Regions from separate parts of the Zea mays genome. Here region 1 is linked to region 2. The links are chromatin contacts, called in public Hi-C maps. All regions are on one chromosome and are shown on one strand. Each heading gives the region's core, a stretch centred on a gene start, on an enhancer-like site or on the middle of the called end of the contact. The rest is flanking DNA. Distances are from core to core; before and after follow the strand shown.

Region 1 (4,719 bases), core at 2,097-4,596, 140 kb before region 2:
AAAACCAGTCACAGTCCAAGAAGACTTGGAAGAAGGAAAGAAAGAAAAAAAAAACTATCCGTTCCAGTACCCGTACGTACGTCCTCAGCATAAAAACGTCAGAGAGCATAAAACTATATATAGCACAGAACCCCGCCCAGGTTCAGCTGATGGCTTCATTCAGTGCTTGACCAATGGCCGGCCACGGCCCTTAAATTCGTTTATATTCCCAGAAACCAGCCGAGCGAGACAAACAAAACAATCCTGCGCACGTCAGCGACCAGCAGGCTCGATTAGGCGGGCCACCACCGTCATCGAGTCAGATCTTTCTCGATTGCCGGCACCTACCGTTTCCCGAAACATTTTACAAATGTTGCGTAGCGTAGCAAGCGCGAAATAAACCAGTCTTGGCGCTTCCAGACAAAGAGTTGCACAGTACTAGTATAAGCACATCATAATAATATATAGTATATATAGGAGGAGTGCATACATAACTATGGCATATATATGCAGTACGCACACTACAGTCCAGCAGGCCGGCGGTACGACGGTAGGCAAAGGTGAATTATTGAACCAGTCTCGAGCTCGCTTCCAATCATAGACGGCAGCAACACACTATACACACGCATTGCCATAGAGTTCGACTGCCAGAAGCATATATATACTAGATATAGGAGAGACAAAACGATAGCGGATGGCGGATGCAACTGCCTCTCGCCCTCTCGTCTCGTCTCCAGCTAGCAGCGCCAACACCTGGCACGAAAACAAAAAAAAACGAGCATGGATGAGACAGACACTCCATCTCCATTCACGGCCGGCGGCAGACGTGTGTAGCCTGTAGGGGATAACAAGATATAGCAAGTATATATGGATGCCTTACATTTTTTTTTTCTTGCGGTTCTCAATAAGCACCAGCTGCTGCCAGCATGAGCAGCTCGTCGAGGCTCCAGATATCCCCGGCGCTCGCCCCATCCTGTGGAGCTGGAGCATCATCAGCCTGCTGCAGAAGACCGAGGTTGCCCACCGACGCGTTGCTGCTCCCGACGTAATAAGGAGGCAACGCCTGGTAGTGGTGGTAGCTCACTTTATCAAGGCCAAAGCCAGGCATGGCCGCGTCATGTGCGAGGCTGGGCGGCGCGCCGCCGTAGCTGCTCCTCATTCTCTTCGGCGCTCCGCCTTGCGTGTAAGACGCCGCCGGCAGCACGGCGTTATCGGGAGCGAAGACCGAGGAGGTGTAGTCCGAGGTCATGGCGGCGGCCGCCGCGTCGTCGTCCCACGACCACGACCCCACCAAGTCGGAGGAGCCGGAGCCGTAGGAGTTGCTGCGCTGGTCGTCGGAGACGGAGAGCATAGTGTTGGTCGCGGACGACCTCCTCTTATTACCGGGCACCACCGCCACCGCAGGCGCAGGGACGAGGAAGCTGCCACTGCCACTGCCACCCTCGGCGGCGGCTGGCTTCGCTGCAGGAACCTTCTTCTTATTGTCACCGAACGCAAACATCGCAAACAGATCATCGTTGTTGTTGTTGTCGTCGTTCTTCAGGTTGTTAAAGATCTCATCGGTCGTTGGCCTGTGACGAGTGCCTGTCGCGTCATCGGGAAAATTCACCTTCGCTTTCTTGCCGCGGATCTTGCGAGCTTCGGCGTCGTATGCCCTAGCTGCCTCCTCGGCGGTGTTGTAGGTTCCGAGCCAGACGCGGACGCCCTTGTTAGGGTCCCTGATCTCAGCTGCCCATTTGCCCCAAGGCCGCTGCCTGATTCCCCTGTACTGGTTCTTCCGGCCGCGCTTTTTTACTGCTCTATCTCCTTGGACATCCTTTGGAGGAGGAGTCATCACGCCATCTATAATAAAAAGACTGTCGTCTATCAGTCAGTCCGTCTCAACAAAACGTATCTAGCATGAATTGTTTGTTTGTTTGTAATCAACGAATAGCTACTCTACTTGTTTGTAGGGTAGTTTGTTCGGGTTGCTGAATTGGAGAAAAAGTAGCAAACAACAAAGAGGCTGAAGCATAAATAATGTCATTCTCTCAGGAAAAAAAGAAGAAGAGTCAGCTATGAAGATCCATCAAGATCTTCAAATACTACAGGTTAGAATACCCTTTTGGCCTCCTTACCTACTTAATTAATCAAGTTCAGAATCATGATCGTGTAAATTAGAAGCGCTTAAATTCTTATCTAACCCGGATCTAAACAAATAAAGTTGACAGATAATAAAGAAGCTTCGACCTGAAGGATCTATATAAGGAGATAACAGTTAGCAAGGGAAAAATTCCAGAAATTATTCTCAACTTAACTAAACATCATATTCGGAATAAGATGGCCAATTCCAACACAACTAAACTCAACACGCCCTAACATAAATAAGTACTTATTTTCATAATCGCTCAATAGATCATTTGTGCTAATCGTATAATATATATATACAAAAAAAATTCAACAAATCCGCCTTGCTTAAATCCCGAGCTAACACAATGATCTAGGCATAACACAGAGCAAAGCACATGGACTACATTAAGAACTAGTATAGTAAATAATTTCACAGTTCGTAGCATATATCACTCCATACTGAGAAGCTAGCGGATTGCATACAAAATACCAAGGCTGAAAAGGCTAAGCCAGAGAATTGAACAGCCTTGCCCACTCCATGGCTAAAGGCTAACCAGAGAAATGAAGACAAAATTTCCCTGCTTGGCTGCACCGCAAAGGAACCTCGGCTATCTCATCAACAACCAAAGGAGATTCGAGAAACAGCGCCGCAAAAGAGGCATCTTTCTTTCGCCCGTCCAAGAAGTGTGTGTGTGCGATTGTGCGCGCGCGCGATATACATATAAGGAGAAAACGAAGTAGCGACTTTAATGCGGTGCTCACCAACTGCCGCCTTGGCCGCGGTGGCGAAGGCAAACCTCGTCGGCTCCGGCGGAGGAAGCTCCTGGACCTCGGGGTCGCCGCCTTCGCCGGCGCTGTCCACGTCATCCTCGCCGAGGCCGCGCTCGAACTCGCGGAAGTCGGCCTCGAAGTCCTCCTCCTTGTCCTGGGGAGCTCCCTTACTGCCGGGCCCCGGCCATAGCAGGTCCGCAGTCACACGGCACCGCTGCTGCTGCTGCTGCTGCTTCTTGGCCGCCGCCGCCGCCGCCGCCACCCCGGACGGCGGGATGAAACCCGAGAGGATGGCGCCGCCGCACATCGCCGCAGCGGGGTGGTGGTGGATGGATGGATGGATGGATTATTGGTTGGGCGGACCGGGAGTGTAGGGCACGAGCGGCACAGTGACGAGCTGGGAAAAGGAGGCCACGCAAGATCTTCGCGGTTGCGGTGCGGCTCGGCTTTGCCTGGTCCGCTAGTTCCTCTGGTGAGCGAGGGAGTGGGGGTGGGACTTGGGAGGCGGAGTTGGGGAGATGGTAGCTAGCCGTGGCCGTGCTACTTAAATAATCGGAAGCGACGCTGACGCACTACTGGACAGAGACGCCAAAGGAGATAGCTGCGGTGGGGCCCGCGCCACTCTCCTCCTGCCGCCTCGCGTGTGTGCTGTTGCTGCTGCGGCCCCGGCTCGCTTCGGCGCAGTCATCTTTTTTTCCTCGCCACCATGGTTAGGTCCAACCATATCTCCTCTTTTACCGAAGCAAAATCCCATTATATAGTTATTTATTAAAGAGAGGAAAAAGAGTACGACCCCCACCACCACCACACACACGTGACAGTTGCGATCAAAACATGATTACCATGGTGATATATTTTTAGACGCAAAAAAATAAAATTTGTTTAAATATGTCTAGAATTTTATTCTTATAATAAAATATCAAAAGTACTTTAATAAAATGTTATTTTATATTAAGTATTATTTGGAAACGGAGGTTGGCTAGCAGGTACACTTGCTTTAATGTATTCCAACCAGAGCCTATTGCATGCTATCAAAACAAAACATAGTGGTGCTAAAATAAAAGTTACACTTTCTCTGTCCCAAATTAAAATTCGTATTAGTTTTTTAATGGATTTATACATCATTTGGTGTAGGTGTCTTATACATATATTTAAATTCATCACCACCCAGAATATAAACATAAAAACCAAGAGCTAAAATAGATACTAATTTGGTTCGGAGGGGAGTATAAAAAATGACTATGTTTAATATAATGCTTGTACATTGTGATGTCACACTAATTATATTTGATGATATAGTAATTATTGTACGACACGTGAGAGTCAAGTGGTAAGCCAGTGTGATAGACACTCCCTACAAAAAATTAAAATTAAAGTGCACCCTCTCAAAAAAATGGACATATGACCCACATACCAAAATATTAAACTGTAAATATTGCTTTATCTTAGACAAAAGGCCGAAAAATATATGGGTTGAAAAAGGAGACTTGTCCCTTTTTTATATCTAACTCGGCCGCTATTCTCCTTCAGCTAGCGAGGTGTATCTTCGTGTTGTGTTGGGCTTGGTGTTTTTTCACGATCCATCTAGGAGGTAACGTCCACGTTATGACGATGCACAATTACGATGGACCGCACGTTATATTAGAAAGAAGTGCAAGGACTTTTTTGCAAAAGGAATGACGGTGGAAACTAAAAAACTGGTGCTTTTAAAGGAGTACCGAAAGGCAAAGAAATATGGGTTGAAAAGGAGATTTGTCCCCTTTTTATATGTAACTCGTTTGCTCGTCCTTCTTCAGCTAGCGGGGTGGTACTATACAGGAGCATTGCATTGCATATGGCTTCGCGTCGTGTCGGGATTGA
Region 2 (4,882 bases), core at 210-2,709:
CCAGCGAGCACCAGCAAGGTCATGAACTCACGATTAGGGCTAGGGCTTGGTGGGCAATGACGCCCCACGGTCACAGGCACTAGCGAGCAGTAGGGCGTACTGGCTAGCAGAGCACGCCTTGTGTTCGTAGCTGGGTGGACACGGTTCAAGCCCCTCCATATCCTTTTTTTACCTATTTACACCATTTATTCAATAGGTACACAATGCAAATGACCCGGCTCGACATAGTTAGTGGGCTACCGTGTCGTGCTTGCCCCGTGGCTTTGGCACGTGGGCCGGCTCGGCACGACCCGATTACCTAACCGTGCTAGGGCGTGTTGGGCCACGCCGCCCGTTTGGCCAACTATAGGCACCGGCGCAGCCGCGTATGGCGAAGGAGCCTTTGGCCACCTAATGGTTGGGTGGTTATAGCCAACTGGTACCGTCCGATCGGTGTCCGGACTTCGACGGACACAGTTGTAAGGGGCATCGATGGGCGATGGGGCATGAGGTACATGTAGGCGTCGCGGGGCGCGGGTATGAAGCACCAGCTACGAGTCACCAGCGAGCACCGGCAAGGTCGCGACCTCGCGATTAGGGCTAGGTGGGCAATGACAGCCGATCATAGGCACCAGCGAGTAGTGGCGAAGGACACAGTTGGAGGAGTGCATCTACGCCTGCGCGGACGGGGGTTGGGTGGGTGGGTGGGAGGTGAGAGGAGTATGTTGTTTGCGTTGCGCTAGGGATAGGATATATATTGGCCAAACAATACCGGGCCATATAAGGGTGGACACATTTTTTTTACCATAAATCGAAAATCGAACCGAAATTTCGGTATTTTCAGTAGTTTGGTTCGTTTTCGGTATCGTAATCGATTTTCACCGTATACCGAACCGAAATACCAAACTTTATCATTTCTAAAATTTGACCATTCGATTATGTGAACTAAATGTGTGATGCAATGAAATTGTTATTCACTTATTTTTATGTGATGTATGATGTATCTTTAAATATTTGTACATATATAATTTTTATTTTTTAAAGTTATATGTAATCTATCATATAAACTTATTTTATGTGTTGTGTTGAGTATTAGTTTAGTATTCAGTTTTTACTGAAAAACCGAAACCAAACTCCTCGATTTTTCATTTTCTATAAAATCGATCAGTTTCTGATGTCTCGAGAACCGAAGTGTTTTAAAATAAAAAACCGAAACAAAGTTCTAAAAAAACCAGATGCCTTAGGACCATATTAGTCCCTCCCTCCCTGCTGATAGAGATAGTAAACAAATTATTTTGCACATCCATTATCCATGTAGCCGCCGCGACCGCGAGCTGCGGTACCCGATGCACGCATCCGAATTCCGACGCACAACAACTCTGGCACCCTGCAGTCTCGAACCGCGCCAGCGCCAAGCCGGATCCCCGATCACAACCCCTACACCACACCACAAGTCCACAGGCCACACCGAATCGATCTGCACCAACACCAACCGAACACATACATGCACACCAAAAGCAGTCGCAGCATCCGATATTCCGATCCCGGCAAAAACAATTCTCCCAGAAAGAGATTATTTCGCCCCCTCACCAATCCTGCTCCCGAAATTCCTAATCTTTTAATCCGCGTTTTTCCTCCGTCCGTCCCCCGGCTTGCAGCAGTAATGAAGCGGAGGAGGAAAAGGAGAAAACGAAAAAGCGCAGGGAAAACAACACACCAGCACCCGCAGAGAGCAGGCACACATCAACTCATCAAGCTGAGCGATGCGTGTGATTGCGAGCATGTGAGCAGGCAGGCGGGCAGGGCGAAAATCCGAGGAGGAAAAGTCCGCGAGAATCTCCGGACTGGCCTCCCCACACATCGTCAAAAATCCAATCTTGACGCCTCCCTGGTCGAGCCGAGACTGTTCCAAAGTTTCTGCCTCTGTGATGCGTGCGGGATTGTTGCCAGTTGGTTGGTTGCCGCTGCTAATGAGGCCCGCCCGCCCGATCCCCGTGGTCGCCGTCTCCGGTTAATCCCGCTTCAGTTCTTGTACCGGTTCTTGGAGAGAGATTTTTTTCCGCCTCTCCCCCCCTGTGGATTGCGCCGTGTGTGTTTGTCTGGATCGTGATGGGGGCGTGGGCCGATTCGCCACCACCACAAGCACGACTCCTCTTTTTTATTGCCTCCGCACTGGGATTTGCTTTCGCGTTGTTGCAGTAGCTATTTCCGCGAATCGTCTTCTAGGGCTCCGTGTGTTCTCGCGCACTTTACCCTCTGTTTTCCCCATTCACCCGCACCGAATCCACCCCCTTCCCGGTCGCGTCCGGCCGTCGATTGAGGCCGTGCCGCCGCCGATTACGCCGCAAAATCGCGTCTTGGTAAGGCCGCCCGCTCATATTCGTGGGTTTCGCTGCGGATTTGGTCGGATTTTGGGGGATTCCTGATCCAGTTTTTGTGTCGCAGGGTTTGGTGCATGAAGAAGTGGGGTTGATTTCGAGGGGAGGTTTTTCTCCTGCTTGGCTGCCGTCGGGAAGGCTCCGGCCGGCCAGTCATGTCTCAAATCCAAAGCTTCTCGAGGAACAACTGTGCGCTCCTCGCGGTGCTGTGTGGGAAGTATGCTGAGAACCGCACACCAGCAGCGAGGTCTGGGCTGGAGGCGAAGCGGCCGCGGCCGGCTTACCCGTTCCCGGAGCTCAGCTCGGCTGGGCGATTGGAGGTCAACTGTGTGCTCCTTGCTTGAGTGCGTTCATTGCTGTTTCTCGCCTTTCTTTGTTAGCTGAATGAAGGGGCTTCTGAATGCAGGTCCACACCCTGTTCAATCCTACACCAGAGCAGTTCCTCGAGGCGCAGCGGGTGGTGCAACCTAACTTCTTGTACATCCAGGGCCAGCAGCTCGAGGATGAGAAGGAGATTGGCTCACTTGTATGGGGGGACGCCGATGTCTCTGATCCGCAGGCATTTAGCACTCTTATCAGCCCACCATTCCCAACAATAGTAAGCTCTACTATAGTGTGTGTAAATGGCTAAATGCTGTATTACTTGTTAGTCAATATGCTAGCTTGCAGTGCATTTAGCTGCTAATTAAACCACAAATACCAGGATGTGATATCAGCATCAGTTTCTAGCTGCATCACGATATGAACATTGGGATTACTTGTACAACAACATATGATGTTTTGTTAAATTCTATTGTATGAACCTGAAGTCTCTATGCTAGTGTGTTTGTTTAGTGATTGTCTCGTCTTATATGTTACAAATGAAGCAACTACTTGAATAGGTTAAGTACTAGCGCTGAATCCAGTTCTGAATAGCTCAATACAAAAAAGAGTACCTGACTGTCCCATGTATCCTATCTTATACATAAAATGTTCTGTTTAGATCATGTAAATTTATACGGAAAGCAATGTTCCTACAAAAGAGTTTTGCTTCATTTAGGAATGCATATGGAATATCTTGACTGTACTGCCACATGGGTCCAACTCTTTAACACTTTTACAATTGCCGATAACCATACTCTGAATACAGGTATATCTGGAAGTTCCTATTGGTGAAAAACTTGCTCAAGCAGTTCACTCAAAGGTAGATAGTTTCCCTGTCCAGTAACTGCATCTCTTCAAATAACCAGAGTATTACTATTTGCACACTAGATCATGTTTTCTTGGAGATGGCTGCATAGAAAAGTAGCTATATTTTCTTCGGATTGTTCATTTTTGTCTGCTTCTCCTAGTTCAGCAACAAATTCATGCTGTTGTTAGGCCCTGTTTGGATCTCTTAAAAATGAGAATTAGATTCAAACACTCAGATTCTATAATGAGATTACTAGAATCTAACTACGTACCCAAAACCCTGCTAGTTGGAGATTCTCACTATGAAAAAAATAATAATCCGAGATCCAAACACCCCTCATTTTTTTTATCTAAAATCCAGATTCTACGTTACTATCTAGAATATGAAAATGAGATCCAAACATGGCCTTACGTGTTAGCTTATTTGTACAAATCTATTGAACTGTTTTCCCTCTATATCAAAACCAACTGTTATATGTAATGTTCTTACTTTATATTGCTTTAAGTGTTAGGCAGCCAATTTTATTGTTTTGGAATTGGGAATTTTACTAATACTAATATTAATTTATTTCAGGGGATCCCATATGTAATATACTGGAGAAATTCATTCTCGTCTTATGCAGCATCTCATTTTCGCCATGCGTTGATGTCAGCAATTCAAAGGTATTCATTCACCCTCCCTCTTCCAGTTCGATCTAAATGAAACAGTTATTTATAATAAATGTGTTTCTGGTTGGATACAGTTCAGTGAGCCATACTTGGGATGCTTTTCAGCTTGCTCATGCATCCTTCCGTCTATATTGTGTAAGAAACAATCATGTGCAAAGTGTTAAGCTTGGTCCGCGTCTCCTTGGGGATGCTCCAAAAATAAATATAAGCCCACCTGAGACAGAAATGGTTGATGAAGAAGGTTCATCTGAAGTGACCCCGGCTATAAAAATATATGATGAAGAAATCAACATGAAATTACTCTTATGTGGAGTGCCATGCACCTTGGTAAATAAAAGCTTTAATATTTATGTCTAATAAAGATTAGTTATATTATTCTGATGCAAACTAACATTTCTCTTTTTTACTCTCCCACAGGATCCTTGTTTATTGGGCTCTTTAGAGGACGGTCTGAATGCACTTCTGAATATTGAAGTATGAATGAAAGATTCTAGCTATGCAGTACCTTTCTATCTGAACTACTTTTTATATAATAAACTCGTTGTTTTGAAAATCATTGGTCACTAGAAATGATTAAAAACATTTTGTTTTTTAGTGTATGTAATAGTAATTCAGACATATGGCAATGTTACATCTATGCTCTGAATCATGGATGTTCTCTGTGAGGATCATAGAACAAAATTGAA

The links. A called contact is a pair of places that touch in the nucleus more often than the background predicts.
Region 1: a contact with region 2 is called in a Hi-C map of endosperm, with 4 times the contacts expected there. The contact joins the promoter of LOC100284306 here to the promoter of LOC100279908 in region 2. A contact is called at or near these places in 5 of 25 Hi-C or Micro-C datasets (bundle sheath, ear, endosperm and 1 more).

Annotation. Positions count from the first base shown.
Region 1 is chr7:125,575,886-125,580,604 of Zm-B73-REFERENCE-NAM-5.0, reverse strand. It overlaps LOC100284306 (Ethylene response factor), which reads right to left and starts at 3,346. Exons shown (of 3, transcript NM_001157201.2): 1 at 2,851-3,346; 2 at 860-1,821; 3 at 435-732. The coding sequence starts at 3,166. The coding sequence ends at 881.
Region 2 is chr7:125,435,638-125,440,519 of Zm-B73-REFERENCE-NAM-5.0, reverse strand. LOC100279908 reads left to right here and starts at 1,459. Exons shown (of 16, transcript NM_001358052.1): 1 at 1,459-2,339; 2 at 2,425-2,677; 3 at 2,764-2,955; 4 at 3,487-3,540; 5 at 4,102-4,190; 6 at 4,271-4,523; 7 at 4,614-4,670. The coding sequence starts at 2,513.